Linked DNA regions of Sus scrofa: region 1 is linked to region 2. A link is a contact called in public HiChIP or PLAC-seq data. All regions are on one chromosome and are shown on one strand. The core of a region is the stretch at or near the end of the contact, and the rest is flanking DNA. Distances in the headings are between cores, read along the strand shown. Region 1 holds the start of IFT46 (intraflagellar transport protein 46 homolog). Region 2 holds the start of ATP5L (ATP synthase, H+ transporting, mitochondrial Fo complex subunit G).

Region 1 (7,612 bases), core at 3,242-5,741, 160 kb before region 2:
TAATACTTAATAATGCCTTAAGATGTAACAGAGAAGAATGTACTGAAGTAAGTTGTTCTCCAGAGTACACAAATCTGTGGGTAACTGGATCATGCCTAGTCCCCAATAACTAAGACATATATGCATATGTTAAACATGACACAACTGTATATGCACATGAGTAAGAATAACATGCAAAATTTATGTTTATGTTTACCACTCAACACCTAGGGCTCTACCATTATCTCTGGTTATTGATGAATTAAAAATAGTATTGGGGGAGTTCCCGTTGTGGCTCAGTGTTTAACGAATCTGACTAGGAACCATGAGGTTTCAAGTTCCATCCCTGGCCTTGCTCAGTGGGTTAAGGATCTGGCATTGCCATGAACTGTGGTGTAGAATGCAGATGCAGCTTGGATCAGGCATTGCAATGGCTGTGGTGCAGGCCAGCAGCTGTAGCTCTGATTTGACCCCTGGCCTAGGAAACTCCATATGCCTTGGGTGCAGCCCTGGAAAAGATAAAAAGATTTAAAAAAAAAAAAATAGCATTGGGGAAAAAAAAATTGTACTAGGTTCCAAGAACTTTTCAACAAACAAAGGTTTTTGTTTTGTTTTGTTTTTATGGCCACACCCAGAAGTTTCTGGGTCCAGGGAATGAATCTGAGGTGAAGCTGTGACCTACACCACAGCCATAGCAATGCCAGATTTTTACTCCACTATGCAGGGCCAAAGATTAAACCCATATCTCTGCAGCAACCTGAACCACTGCAGTAGGATTACTTTTTTTTTTTTTTTTTTGCTTTTTAGGGCTGTACTCATAGCATATGGAAGTTCCCAGACTAGGGGTCAAATTGGAGCTGCAGCTGCAGTCCTATGCCACAACCACAGCAACGGCAGAATACAGGTGGTGTGTGCAACCTACACCACAGCTCACAGCAACACCAGATCCCTGACCCACTGAGGGACTGAACTTGCATCCTAAGGATTCTTTCCACTGCACCACGAAGGGAACTCCCTGCAGTTGGATTCTCAACCCAGCAGGAACTCTTTGATTTACAAGGTTTTTGTAAAGATCACCTATGTTTGGTTTATGTAACACAAGGCTTTAATTTTGACTTTAAAATTATAATATACTCTGAAATGCATTATAAGTACACCCAGGATGTAAAAGGAAAGTAACTTAAAAATCACTACCCAAATATTAAGCCTCCCAGTGGAAATGAAGAAAGGACTTTTTGGAAATTTTATGTCCGACATAAAAGTTTTATGAGGCAAACCTGCTTGATGCAATTTATATGCCTGAAGCTGAAGAAAATCTTTCAGTGGTTTAAAGCCCAAGCACGAAAAAGGCTGTCAACAGAACTTAATATGACTGGCACCAAATTACATCATCATATCTGAAGCATGTAGGAAAATGCTTTAAATCAAATTATGAACCTACTGACAAAAAAAGAATTAAAAAAAGGAATATCCTTCAAAAGACTGAAGGCCATAAAGTGCACTTAAAAATAAATTTATAGCTTGTTTGGAACCAAAAAATTTCTCCTGCTTCATAAATACCCATCCGCGGTAGTAATAAAGCAAGATTTGGTGGATTGAGCATTGTGTTTTGTCCCATCCCATCCACATTAATTTTAACTGTCTCAACAACAGATGGGAACACAACTGAAGGCAAGTAGCAAGTCCCAGAGTGTGAACCCTTTCTCACTCCCGTGAGACATCTGACACACACATTTCATTTCACCTGAACTATAAGCTCCTTGAAGACAGAAAGCCTGTGTTCTCCTTAATCTGCTCACATTTCTACAATGCTCCATACACACCTATATACTCAATCGCACTGATAAATGGACTTACCCAAGATCTACAGAAATAGGTAGCAGCTTTCAGGAACACTTGGGTCCTACAAATTAGTGCCAGAAGTTAATCCTACCTGTTCTAGGCCTCTTTTCGGAACTGTCCTCTATTTCTCCCTTTTGAACAAACTAAAGAAAAAGTCCGGAACGCTAACGGATTTAGATTTAGGTTTAGAACATCAATGGCCTAAGGAACACCGGGGGGAGGTGAGCCGATTACAGAAGAGAACTCCTGAGAGGCCCGGCTTGCTGAGCCTAAGCACCCACGGAACCTGCTGGACACTAGCTTCCTGGTCCGCAGAGTGGGGTCCACGGGACATCACTAAGAGGTTCCTGCAGAGCAAAACTCCAGGCCCGTTTTAGGGCCTGAGTCCTGGCAGAGCAGGGTGCCCAGCCGATTGCGGGGGAGGGGTGTGGGCGCAACGACAGACGACTGGAGGAGTCAGGTCCCTCGGATCTCTCCACAGGTCGGACACAGGGTAGGGAAGGCCACAACGCTCCCAGAGCCCCAGCGAAGCGACCGGCTCCGGGCGCTCGGGGCGGGGCTCCTCTGGCCCCAGCACCAGGCCGGCAGCAGGGAAAGCGGGCGAGCGAGGCCGTCCAGGGAGCTGGGTCCGGCTCAGGTCTTACCATGGTGAGGGCGGTGGTGAGGCGCTCCCGCGCTCCAGCTCCACTGCGACTCCGGCTGGGGTGGGAGGAAGGGGAGCACCCGCCGCTCAGAACCTGCTGCCCCCCTGACAGGAGCGCCGGCCGCTTCGCCTCCTGCCAAGATGGCGGCCTCGAGCCACGTCTCCAACCGGAAACGGCGCGGGTCAAAGGCCGGGAGGCGGGGCGCCGTGAGTGGGGAGACCGGGCGCAGGGCTGCTACGCAGGCTGTGCCATGGAGTCCTGGAGCCTCCACCTCCTGCGTGGAACCGCTGGCTTCAGTTCCTTCACCGTCCTCAGCGCCTTCGTTTAAATTGCGAAATCTCTTGCAGTTTATAAAGCTCTCAGAGCCACTGGTAGCATTTAACATACAAAATAACTGGTGTTCATAAGGGACTAGTAGCCAGAATATATAAAGAATCCTTAAAACTCAACAATGGAAGGAGTTCCCCTTGTGGCTCAGTGGAAACGGAACGGGACTAGGATCCATGAGGATTTGGTTCCATCCCTGGCCTGATGCAGTGGGTTAAGAATCCAACATTGCCTGAGCTGCAGTGTAGGTGACAGACACAGCTTGGATCTGGCATTGCTGGTGGCTGTGGCAGCAACTGCAGCTCTGATTTGACCCCTAGCCTGGGAACTTACATATGCCACGGGTGCAACCATAAAAAGACAAAAACAAAACGATAGATGGCCAATAAGCACATAAAAATATGCTCAATATCTTTAGTCCTTAGGGAATTGCAAATCAAAGCTTGCTAGGATGGCTATAATAATAAGAGTTGGTGAGAATGTGGAGAAATTAGAACTCTCATACACTGCTGGCGGGAACCTGAAGTAGTTTAATTGTTTGGGGAAAGCTTGGCAGCTCCTCAAAAAGCTAAGCATGGGGTTACCATGTGACCCAGCAATTCACTCCTATGTATGCGCCCAAGAGAGTTAAAACCACACACCCATACACAACCTTGAACACTAATGTTCATAGAAACATTGTTCATAATAGCCAAAAAGTGGAAACGATCCAAGTGTCCCTCAGTACTCGAATGAATAACAAAATGTGGTATATTTAGAGTTCCCACCGGCAAAGCGGAAACGAATCCGACTAGGAACAATGAGGTTTCGGGTTCAATCCCTGGCCTCACTCAGTGGGTTAAGGATCCGGGGTTGCCATGAGCTATGGTGTGGGTTGTAGACGCGGCTGGGATCTGGCATTGCTGTGGCTCTGGCATAGGCCGGCAGCTACAGCTCCGATTAGACCCCTAGCCTGGGAACCTCCATATGCCGTGGAGGAAGCTCTAAAAAGACAAAAAAAAAAAAAAAAAAAAAAGGTAGTATATCTAAACAATGGAATATTAGTCACAAAAAGGAATTAAATTCTGATACATGATACAACATGGATGAACCTTGAAAATACTATGTTAAGTGAAAGATGCCACTCACAAAAGACCGTATCTTCTATGACTCCATTTATGTAAAATATCCAGAACAGATAAATCCATACAGAGAAAGAATGGCCGGCAGCTACAGCTCTGATTTGACCCCCAGCTTGGGATTTTCCATAGGTCGCAGGTGCAGCCCTAAAAAAAATTAAAATTAAAAAATTAAAAAAGCGGGAGAATGTGTTAAATTTGAATCACAGGTAAATAATAATTTGTTAATACTATAAATATGTCCCATGCTATGGACACAGTGGAGGGGAAAGACTATAATGTAATAAAAATGCTATAAAAGTAGTACAGAATGTCAGGAATTGAGGCAACCCCTGAGTTTGCCTAAAGGCTGAGTGGTCTGACTTAATAGGAACTCATACCTACTGATCCTTTCCCTGGGTAAAAAATGCAGACCGTGTTTCGGGATCTAGAGCTTAACTCTCTACCAACCGGAATTCATCTGATTTGCTGCCTGCAGCCGCTAGATGCCACCACAGACACATCTGTTGAAATCTAAACAATCACGATGTGAGCTCCTCTTTTTCTGCTTGGCTCCTTAGCTGGGGAGAAACATAATGCGCGAGTTGAGCTCTCACGAGAGTTAAAGGAAGTCTCGCGATTTTTCTGTTTCTTTCTTCGCTCTTTTTATTTATTTATTTATTGTTTGTTTGCTTAGCTACTGACAACACGCCAGTTGCTCCCCTTCTTTCCAAGTAAAAGTGGCCTGGCCTGAGATTAGGGTGAGACCCCAGCCCTAGGCTGGGGTTCCTTCCAGATAGAAGAGACGGATTCGGAGGGGCTACAGGTAATTCGTACTCACCCTAACAGAGAACGCTTCCTCTCTCCCAAGAGGAATAGAAAGGACTCCTTTTCTGTCCTCGCAACCCCTCTCCACTTCTTTCCGTTTTCTTACCCACTATACTTTCTCCCTTCCCTTCACGCCATCACCGACCATTCTGCTTGCCTTACTCCCCACGAAACGTAAGGGGCATCCGAACTACAAGACGAGACCAAGGGGGGTGGGGTGGTCATGGTATAGATGAGGGTGATGCTTTTGGACCAAGAGACTAGAGTTTAACCTCTCTTAGAGGAACAGCCCCCGCCCTGGTGACTCTAGAAACAGAATTGTTTCTAGAACCTCTACAGCTAAGAAATCCCAGCAGCCTTGGGAAACTGACCGAACCTGAGGCTCACTTGAGCCGTTCTCTACAAAAGAGCTTTGGGGAAGGTGATGCAGAAGTTGGCTGTTGTTTCGCTCCAGGATTTCTTCGTTCTCCGGTCAGCCTGCCAGCAGTTCCTAAATAAGGGCTGCAGCAGAATGACTTAACTGCTTGAACTGGGGTGAGGGTTTCATGTAAAACTGGTGTCTCGGAACCATTGCTGGTTTGGAGTCCAGCTCCCCACAGAGTGCTTACTGTCCCGTGATAGGAGCTGTGTAATCATGTTTCCTTTTACTTAGACCAAGATTATAGAAAACCAGACATATGATGAGCGTCTAGAGATTAACGACTCGGAAGAGGTTGCAAGTATTTATACTCCTCCCTCAAGACACAAAGGTAAGAAATAAATGAAGAGAAAAGAAGACAGACGGTTCTCAGAGCAAAGAGCAGGATGGACTCATGATTGTTTCCAATAATTTTTTAGTTTATAATAGCAAATGTTGACTTTCAGAGTCAAGTTATTTGTTGTCGCTTCTGTTTTCTAACTACTTAAGGAGGGAGAAAACACCGCCACCCACATTGCAGGATCTTCCTTCAATCTGACCAGTTTCCCATCATCATTTATTTCGTGATACTCTTTACCCATAATCTGCCAGGGGTTCATGTTTGTTTATTTAATTTATCAAAAGTCTTGGAGTTCCCGTCGTGGCGCAGTGGTTAACGAATCCGACTAGGAACCATGAGGTTGCGGGTTCGGTCCCTGCCCTTGCTCAGTGGGTTAACGATCCGGCATTGCCGTGAGCTGTGGTGTAGGTTGCAGACGCAGCTTGGATCCAGCGTTGCTATGGCTCTGGTGTAGGCCGGTGGCCACAGCTCCGATTCGACCCCTAGCCTGGGAACCTCCATATGCTGCGGGAGCGGCCTAAAGAAATAGCAAAAAGACAAAAAAAAAAAAAAAAAAAGTCTTTTGCTCAGTTTTGAAGATGCTTCAGTAACCTGCGCTTAACCTGCAATGCCAATTAAAATCTCAACGGAATATTTTTAGAGGACTTCACACCATCATTTATTCAACAAACATTTTTTGAATGCCTGCTGTCAGCCTTATGCTTCGCACTAGGTATGCTGTATTAAAAGAGACATTAACCCTGTCATCCTGATGCTTGTGATTACGGGAGACAGACGCCAAATAAATAAAGAGACAAAATTACAGATGCATTAAGTGCATGATGGAAGCAAAGAGTTTGATGTTATGGAGAATATTGGTGAGGAATGGGCTCCACTTTTGATAGAAGGATCAAGGAAGACCCAAGGAGGTGATAGTTGAAGCTGAAAGATGAGAAGGGTCTCGACATTGAGGAAAAGTAAGCCAGGAAGAGGGAGCAGCAAGTGAAAATTGAAAAGGCACTGAGGCCAGAAAGAACTTCATTAGTTTGAGGACTTGAAAGAGACCAGCATATGGTAGGGGGAAGTAGCCTCAGAGGTGGGCGGGAGGCATGACAAGCAGGGCTCAAGAGGCCATATTCCTCTTATGTGTGACATGGATTGAAAGGTGCTACGGAGAAAGTAGGGGGTCAGTAGGACTGTTGCCATGGTGGAGTTGAGGTGACAGTGGCTTGGATGTGGTGACAGTTGATAATAGAATTGGTTAATGCCAGAGGTATTGTTGTGGTCAGATCACTGAGAGTTGCTGAAGGATTGAATTTAACTCCTGACTTAGGAATCAAGGATGACGTCCAGGCTTGTTTGTTTGCTTATTGTGGTTAATTTGCCTACATAAAAATTTGGTATTTTGACGATTTTGAGGTATACAGTTCAGTAGCACTAAGTGGTTCCTGTTGTTGTGTAACTATTTCCAAAACTTTTTCATCATCCCGAATAGAAATTGTACCTGTTGAACAGTAACCCTCCATTCCCCTTCCCCTCCCAGCCCCTGCTAACCTTTTTATGGTTGAATAATATTCCATTGTATATATAACCAAATTTTTTTTTTTTTTTTTTTTTTTTTTTTTTTTTTTTGTCTTTTGTCTTTTGTTGTTGTTGTTGTTGTTGTTGCTATTTCTTGGGCCGCTCCCGCGGCATATGGAGGTTCCCAGGCTAGGGGTTGAATCGGAGCTGTAGCCACCAGCCTACGCCAGAGCCACAGCAACGCGGGATCCGAGCCGCGTCTGCAACCTACACCACAGCTCACGGCAGCGCCGGATCGTTAACCCACTGAGCAAGGGCAGGGACCGAACCCGCAACCTCATGGTTCCTAGTCGGATTCGTTAACCACTGTGCCACAACGGCAACTCCCAAATTTTGTTTATCCATTTGTCTGTTGATGAGAACTTGGGTGGCTTCCACCTTCTGGAGATTGTGAATGTGCAACTATGTACATTGGTGTACAACTGTCTGAGTCCCTGCTTTCAATCTTTTATATAAAACCTATACACCCAGGTTTCTGACTTAAGCATACTTATAATCTTGCCAGCCATGGTCATTATAATTTGTTTTTAGTTTAGGCAAGTTAATAGGCAGAAAAATAGGCATTTGATTGACTTAG
Region 2 (6,718 bases), core at 1,765-4,264:
ATATGAGGCAGAGACAATTATTTCTCATAGAAGAATTCTACTAAATATATGTAGATATTCCCTCCTACAGGAGATGGAATCCTGCCTCTACCTCCCCCAATTTAGTTACTACTACTTCTTTTTTTTTTTGTCTTTTTGCCATTTCTTGGGCCGATCCTGTGGCATATGGAGGTTCCCAGGCTAGGGATCTAATTGGAGCCATAGCCACCAGCCTACGCCAGAGCCACAGCAACGCCTGATCCAAGCCGCGTCTGTGACCCACACCACAGCTCACGGCAACGCCAGATCGTCAACCCACTGAGCAAGGGCAGGGATCGAACCTGCAACCTCATGGTTCCTAGTCGGATTCGCTAACCACTGTGCCCTACGGAACTCCTACTTCTTTTTTTTTTTTTTTTTTTTTTTGCCACATCCATGGCGTGTGGAAGTTCCCGGGCTGGGGATCAAACAAGCACCAGAGCAGTGACAATGCTGGATCCTTTAACCACTAGGCCACCAGGGAACTCCTAGTTACTTGCTTCTAAAAAATATGGAAAGGAAAAAACAGTAACTTTAGGAGAAACCTAGTGAAACTACCTTAACCAAATGATGAAAGCTAATTTCACTAGTGATGTTATATGAATATCACTCACATCCTGATATGTGATTAGGGCACTTCCCTTTGGTGGTATTCTCTTTCAAAATCCATAGTTCCAGACTAATCATTACAAAAACTCCAGACAAATCCAAATTGAGGACCATCTTTATAGGACACCTAGACAGACACCTTAAGACTGTCAAGGTCATGAAAGGTAAGCAAAGACTATGAAACTGTCATAGACTGTGACAAGGCTGGATACTTAACCTGTCGCACCAGAAGAGAACTCCAATTTTTCATATACTTAACATTAACATTTAATACACTGAGTTAATTTAGAAAACAAAATATATTTCTACTTTAGCATTCTGGCCCCGGTTGAGTTCTCCTTTCTGAGTATGTCTGGAAGAATAACAACCTTTATCTTTATTCATAATAAAGAGCTGAATTAATTATAACAAGTTATATTTCATAATTTAAAACTTTCTTATTTTTTTTGTAAACTATTATTAAAATTGGTCTTACCAACTATAATGGAAAAGATAAAAATCATTTGGAAAAAAAAAATTGGTCTTCAATTCCTCAAGACACCACTGAAAAGATGTGAAAGCCAGAGTTCCTGCTGTGGCTCAGTGGAAACGAACCCAACTAGCCCATGAGGATGAAAGTTCCATCATCCCTGGACTCGCTCAGGGAGTTAAGGATCTGGTGTTGACCGTGAGCTGCGGTGTAGGCTGTGGATGGGGTTCGGATCCCGAATTGCTGTGGTTGTGGTGTAGGCTGGCAGCTGCAGCTCGGATTTGACCCTTAGCCTGGGAATTTCCATATGCCACACGTGTGGCAATTAAAAAAACAGGCAAAGAAGGAATTAAAAAAGATGTGAAAGCCATGGCAGGAGGAAAAAAAAACCCACTTGCAATTCTAGAAAATTTGTCTCAAATCATCCACAAAGTCGAAATAAGCAAGCTGCTATGTCTTCTCTTTGTACTATGTAAAAAATGTAGTGCTTTTAGTAAAGTTGCACACTTAAGTTCTTTGGTTAAGTGTATTAACTGGTAGTAGGAAGGGAACCATAGGAAGAATCAATTATTTGACTGTTAAGACTTTCAATAACTGTTCATGGAAGAAAGGAAGGAGACAATGAATAAGAAAATACCAATCACAGCAAAATAGCTTCAGAAATATTATACATATTAAAAAAATTTCTATTTACTTTTCTAATCAAATCTGACCGAAAGCTATTTAGAGATCTGCGCTTCAACCACTTACTTAGAATATAGCACATCTAATGGAAAGGCTTCCGTTAATTTAACTGATCTCATTTTGGGAATAAAATGAATAGCTTGATACCCAGCAGACAACTGAAACATTTACTCACTTAAGACTACTACTCTGGGCTGTGACTATTCACCTGTTCCGAAACACAGCGTTCGACCAGCGATGCTTTTCCAAACGGAAAATCCCCACGGACGCTGAACTATGATAATAAGGATTACTATTTACACATATCCCTTCCTATACTTACCAAGGCAGGGACATTCGTCCGTAAAGTTCAACTTCATCTGAAAACTCACTTAGATTAAAGACAAAATACCTCGGAGCCTGGCCAAGGCATAAAGCAAAGGCAACGTTCCAAAGGTCACCCATCCTTAAAAGCTCTGTAGCCTTCCAAATACTCCACCGGAAGCAGAAAAGCCGATGAGGCCGCACGTCTGTACTTCTACACGTCTCTGTCCTCACCTCCCTCGCCCTCCTAACAGAGCCATCCCCCTCCCTGCTCCTTTTCCGAGCGGTCCAAGGGCGTCATGGCGGCGGCTGCAGGGCAACCCCCGGCTGCTTGCACACTCCCTCCCCTCCCCGTCGTGGTCAAAATTCAGAACTTCTAGATTGTAGAGAGAACCCAAGCCGCAGGCCTGGCCAAAAGGCTAGAAAAGAATCGCGAATCTGCCTTCTGTCCCCAGTCCTCCTTCAGGCGGCACACACAACAGCTCCGCCGGCCCCTCGTGACCGCAGCCCGCGTCCTCCCCTCAGGCCCTCGCAGGCCTCTCCCCCGCACCCCGCGCCCGGGTACCCCAGTCGGCAGGCTTCACGCCGCGCTCACCGTTAACCAAGACCGGTGCCTTCTCCGCGAGGTTACGGACAAACTGGGCCATGGTTCTAGGAGTGAAAGTCCGTCGCTGCGACTGGCTGGCTGAATGTCACCCGCCAGGAAGGACCTGCGGCAGGACCCCGTTCCGCTTCCAAGGTCAGGCCTCCTCTTTCTGCGCCTGTCCAATATATTTAGGTGTACTGTCTCTTCGGAATCCAGTGGGTCAGTTTATTTTCTTCACTCACAAGAGGGAAAAGTGGGTATGAGAAGATGAGATCAGAGAGCAGGTAAAAAGCAACACATTTCTGCCGCAGAGAAACAGGCATTTCTTGGGGCAGCCGCTCAGGGAAGTCGGAAGACAGGAGCGGGGCGGGAAGGCGCATGTGCCCTGAGCGTCCCGGGCAGCCTGCTGCTCCCACCTCCACTTTTTGTGTAGGGTGCTTTTGCAGCTTTTCTGGGACAACGTGGGAAGTTAGGACTGGAAGGCGCTGTTGCGATTTTTCTAGGCCAACACGATCGTCTTACAAAGGCAGAGGGTCCTAGGCCAAACATGTATAGTGGGGGGGGGGGGGGGCGCTACGTAACTTGTCATCTGCCTCAGCCCATTGCTTTTCTCTAGTTGATCTTTTGTAATCCCCGTCTCCCTTGCATCCTGTATCAGGGTTAGAATCTAATTCCCTAACCAGCCACAAGGAACTGTTCAGATATAAAGAACAAAATCACATTTACTGACGGCTTCCAGTCTGTTAGGCATTCTGGAATTTAAAGAAAGCCTCTGTGTCAGGTAACGTCCCCATTTAAGACTGGAATTGATAAATGTTCATATAGCAGAGTTGGGATCTGAAGAAGTTGCATTGTAAACAAAGAAAAGGCATTAGTATGGAATTAGGCGTCTTGCTGATCTGGGAAGACTTCCTAGAGAAGGAGGTCCTTGAATTAATGTATAACAGAACACCTATGTACTACAGAGTTGAAACTTTATAGTTAAATATAACTGGAGGAAAAGATACATATAGGGAAGTGGCATTTGATGAGAAAAACAGAATAAGTAATGTACCTGGAAGAAGCCTGAGCAGAAGTAAAACTTTGATTGATGGAATGGTTAGAGGTGGAATGAAAAATTAGGAGTGATATCAAGAAGCCAAGATCAGCCTTTGAGTGAAGGAGTGATTCAGTTGCCTGATACTCTAGAGAAGTCAAAGAAAGGCTGGGGATGTTAATTTAGCAGTATGGAAACATAGATCAGTTTCAAACAATTAGGACAGAAGTCAGAGTGGATGAGTGAGAAATATGGCTATAAAGGAATATGAATCAGAAAACCAAATGAGATGTGAAACTGAAGGGAGAGATGAAGCTAGAGAGAGGGGACTGACAAGATTCCTGCTGAGGTAGGAGATAAGGTTGTTGGGATTAGCCCTGGAGTGGTGGGGCCTTTTCCACAGATGGAATGATGAAAGAGAAGTCTGAAAGTGGAAATTCTGATGTCTTTGAAATAGAAGGCAAGTTCACCTGAGTGTGAAGGGTTAAATGGGAGCGTGGGAGAGAATTTGAGGAAAGAGGTTAAGTTTGGAATAGCTGCTAAGTTAAGGACACACAGAGTTGTTGGGTAATGTTAGAGACACATTTATGGCCACACCACTCTAAAGGCTGTCATTTTTCTCCAATAGTTGTTTGTAGCTGGAATATTGGAGCAGGGAGAATGGCTGGGTTAGTTAATCTGGGTTGAGGTCTTGCATAGGAGAGTACAGAAACAAGAGGCAAGAAAGGGGAACATGATAATCAACAATTAAAATGAAAGACCTGTGGTTTGGGCCAGAAAAGTGAAGCCAAAAATGAACTGCTTAGGAAAATACATGCCCAGAGACTCATCTTCTGAAGCTAACTCCAGGGTCCAGAAGTCTAGCAAGGGAGGTCAAGTTAGCCAGGCCACACGTTTGATACGACCTTAAAAAAAAAAAGTGAAGTGTAGAGTCCTTGAAGTTTTCAGAAGGATTTCTGAAATTGCCACTGCCTTTTAATACTGTAATAAAGGAAGTGATAACAAAAGGTTGTAAGTCAGATGTTCATTTATTAAATACAAGTTTGAACAAACACCCCCAGGCAAGTTTGATCAGAAGTAACCTTCCTGGAATGTTTCCAAATACAGTTATGTTGATCAAATTTTATTTCAATCAAACTTTTTTGTCATTTTGTTCTTCATTTTCTTTGTTTCTAGGTTTCTTTTCCTGTTTAGCAGTTAGAGCATGTGCATTATTTTCTTACGTGACATCAACAGTGCAGCATCAAGCCTCTGGCTTGTAAAGGCACCCAGTAGACTTATGCTCTGTGCAATGGCTGCTTAGCAACCAGCATCAAATAAAGTAATGAAGCTTTTGTAGGGTGTGATACCAAATAGCAACCGGCACCTTCACCTGCACCATTAAAAAACCTCTGAAGTTTCTTTCACTTTTCAAATATCTATTAAAAACTATATTAAAAAAAACAACAACCCAGATTGCTTGATAAAACCTACTTAAATAATTTTCCAAGTTTAGTATTACCCTCTTAAAAAGCAATACTAGAGCTGATTAAAGAGTCTTCATTTTCCTATCATACCCTAGCAAAGCCAACACACAAAACTTGATATATCAGAAAGTTTGCTCTAATAAGTTTAGAGCTGCTTCTGCATTCTGGATAACACAACACCTCTTTAAGTGTCCAAGTGCATATATAAATACCATGTTGTACCAAGATGATAATTTTTTAGTCTCATTTTTGGGGTGTTCTTAAATTACTTCAAGGAAAGAAAAAAGGCACAGAGGACACCTGGCTTCCTTACCAATAGTGGCCTTAAGCTATGCACTTGTCTTTGTAATGAGTTTAAAGATACTCAGCAGCATTAATGGTGCCATAGCCTTTCATAAAAAGTTTCAGGAAAAGAGCTTTAAAAAAAAAAAACAAAAACAAGCTTGCCAGAAAGGCTTACAATCTGAAGACTAAACACAGAAGTAGAATACAGACACAGATACAAGAGGCAGCATAGAGGTTGTTCAATAGAAAGCCGCTGGGAACAGCTGCCTTCTGAGGTTTTGTGCCCGTTTTTTCTTCCAATTTTCTCCTATAAAATTCTGGTCTTTTCTCCACTTCTTTTAAAAGTCAAAATATCCTATTAGACTGGGTTTGGAAGATAAATACAAGCAGACAGAAGCTTTTTTATATAGTTAATTCTCAGAGATATAAATGAAGATAATAAATATGAAATGAAGCTCATTTTAAGAAATAAATCCTGTCAACCTATATCTTAAAGGCTCAAGGAGCATAGTGAATTATTATCTTACATTCTGGCGTTTGCAAGAGTTCCAGCCAGGCTTTTTCATTTATAAGCACAGCAACAGGCAACATCTACTTTCTATCTAGTGTGGGATGCCCTCCGATTTGAGGGTTTCCAGCTGATACCATCAAAAACACATCAAAGACTGCTTATAACAGCTCGTGCTGGAATTTCATAAAACTACCATCTTATTTGAAACAGGCTGTGGTTAATAATAACGTCCTCTAAATGAAGCAATGACCCCTGTTTCTAGATCATATCGCTTTTCCTGTTAGTTATATTTCAGGCTTAGAGGAATAGTGATACAGACACTCCATAGGGGAATGTGCCTCACTCAGCATGTTAAGCTACACTATTGAGTGGGGAACTCAAGCTCAACTTGTGAAAGTGCAGCCCATCCACCTACTAACTACATAGGGCTAAGTGAATATTTAAAATAGCTGGTGGACAAGGTTGTGCTCAAATTCCTACAATGTTAATTGATGACCTAAGGCTGAGTTAGAAGCAGCTCTCAGAAATCATGTCGTAAGCCCAAACAAACATTAACTATATATATTTTATAGTCTCAGGATTCTGTCTAGAATAAGTGTTAGTAAACATGGCCACATACTACATACATCTTTCTCTGGAAGAGAGAACATAAAGAGATGCTCATTTTACACTAGACCAATATAAAAAAGCATGTGTGTGTGTGTACACACATTGTTGTACCAAGGTGATTTTTTTTTAGACTCATTTTTGA

What was found. HiChIP or PLAC-seq counts read pairs in DNA pulled down with a chosen protein or histone mark.
Region 1: an H3K27ac HiChIP or PLAC-seq map of alveolar macrophages shows a contact between it and region 2. The contact joins the promoter of IFT46 here to the promoter of ATP5L in region 2. A contact is called at or near these places in 1 of 5 promoter capture datasets (fetal liver), 4 of 47 Hi-C or Micro-C datasets (embryonic fibroblasts, heart right ventricle, retroperitoneal adipose tissue and 1 more) and 2 of 2 datasets of contacts at active chromatin or transcription factors (alveolar macrophages and skeletal muscle).

The regions. Positions count from the first base shown.
Region 1 is chr9:45,858,797-45,866,408 of Sscrofa11.1, reverse strand. It overlaps IFT46 (intraflagellar transport protein 46 homolog), which reads left to right and starts at 4,491. Exons shown (of 12, transcript XM_003357317.4): 1 at 4,491-4,715; 2 at 5,370-5,466. It overlaps ARCN1 (coatomer subunit delta), which reads right to left and starts at 2,637. Exons shown (of 10, transcript XM_003357318.4): 1 at 2,466-2,637. The coding sequence starts at 2,468.
Region 2 is chr9:45,702,745-45,709,462 of Sscrofa11.1, reverse strand. ATP5L (ATP synthase, H+ transporting, mitochondrial Fo complex subunit G) reads right to left here and starts at 3,014. Exons shown (of 3, transcript NM_001244137.1): 1 at 2,679-3,014. The coding sequence starts at 2,730. It overlaps LOC102167309 (a long non-coding RNA gene), which reads left to right and starts at 2,691. Exons shown (of 2, transcript XR_002335663.1): 1 at 2,691-2,822.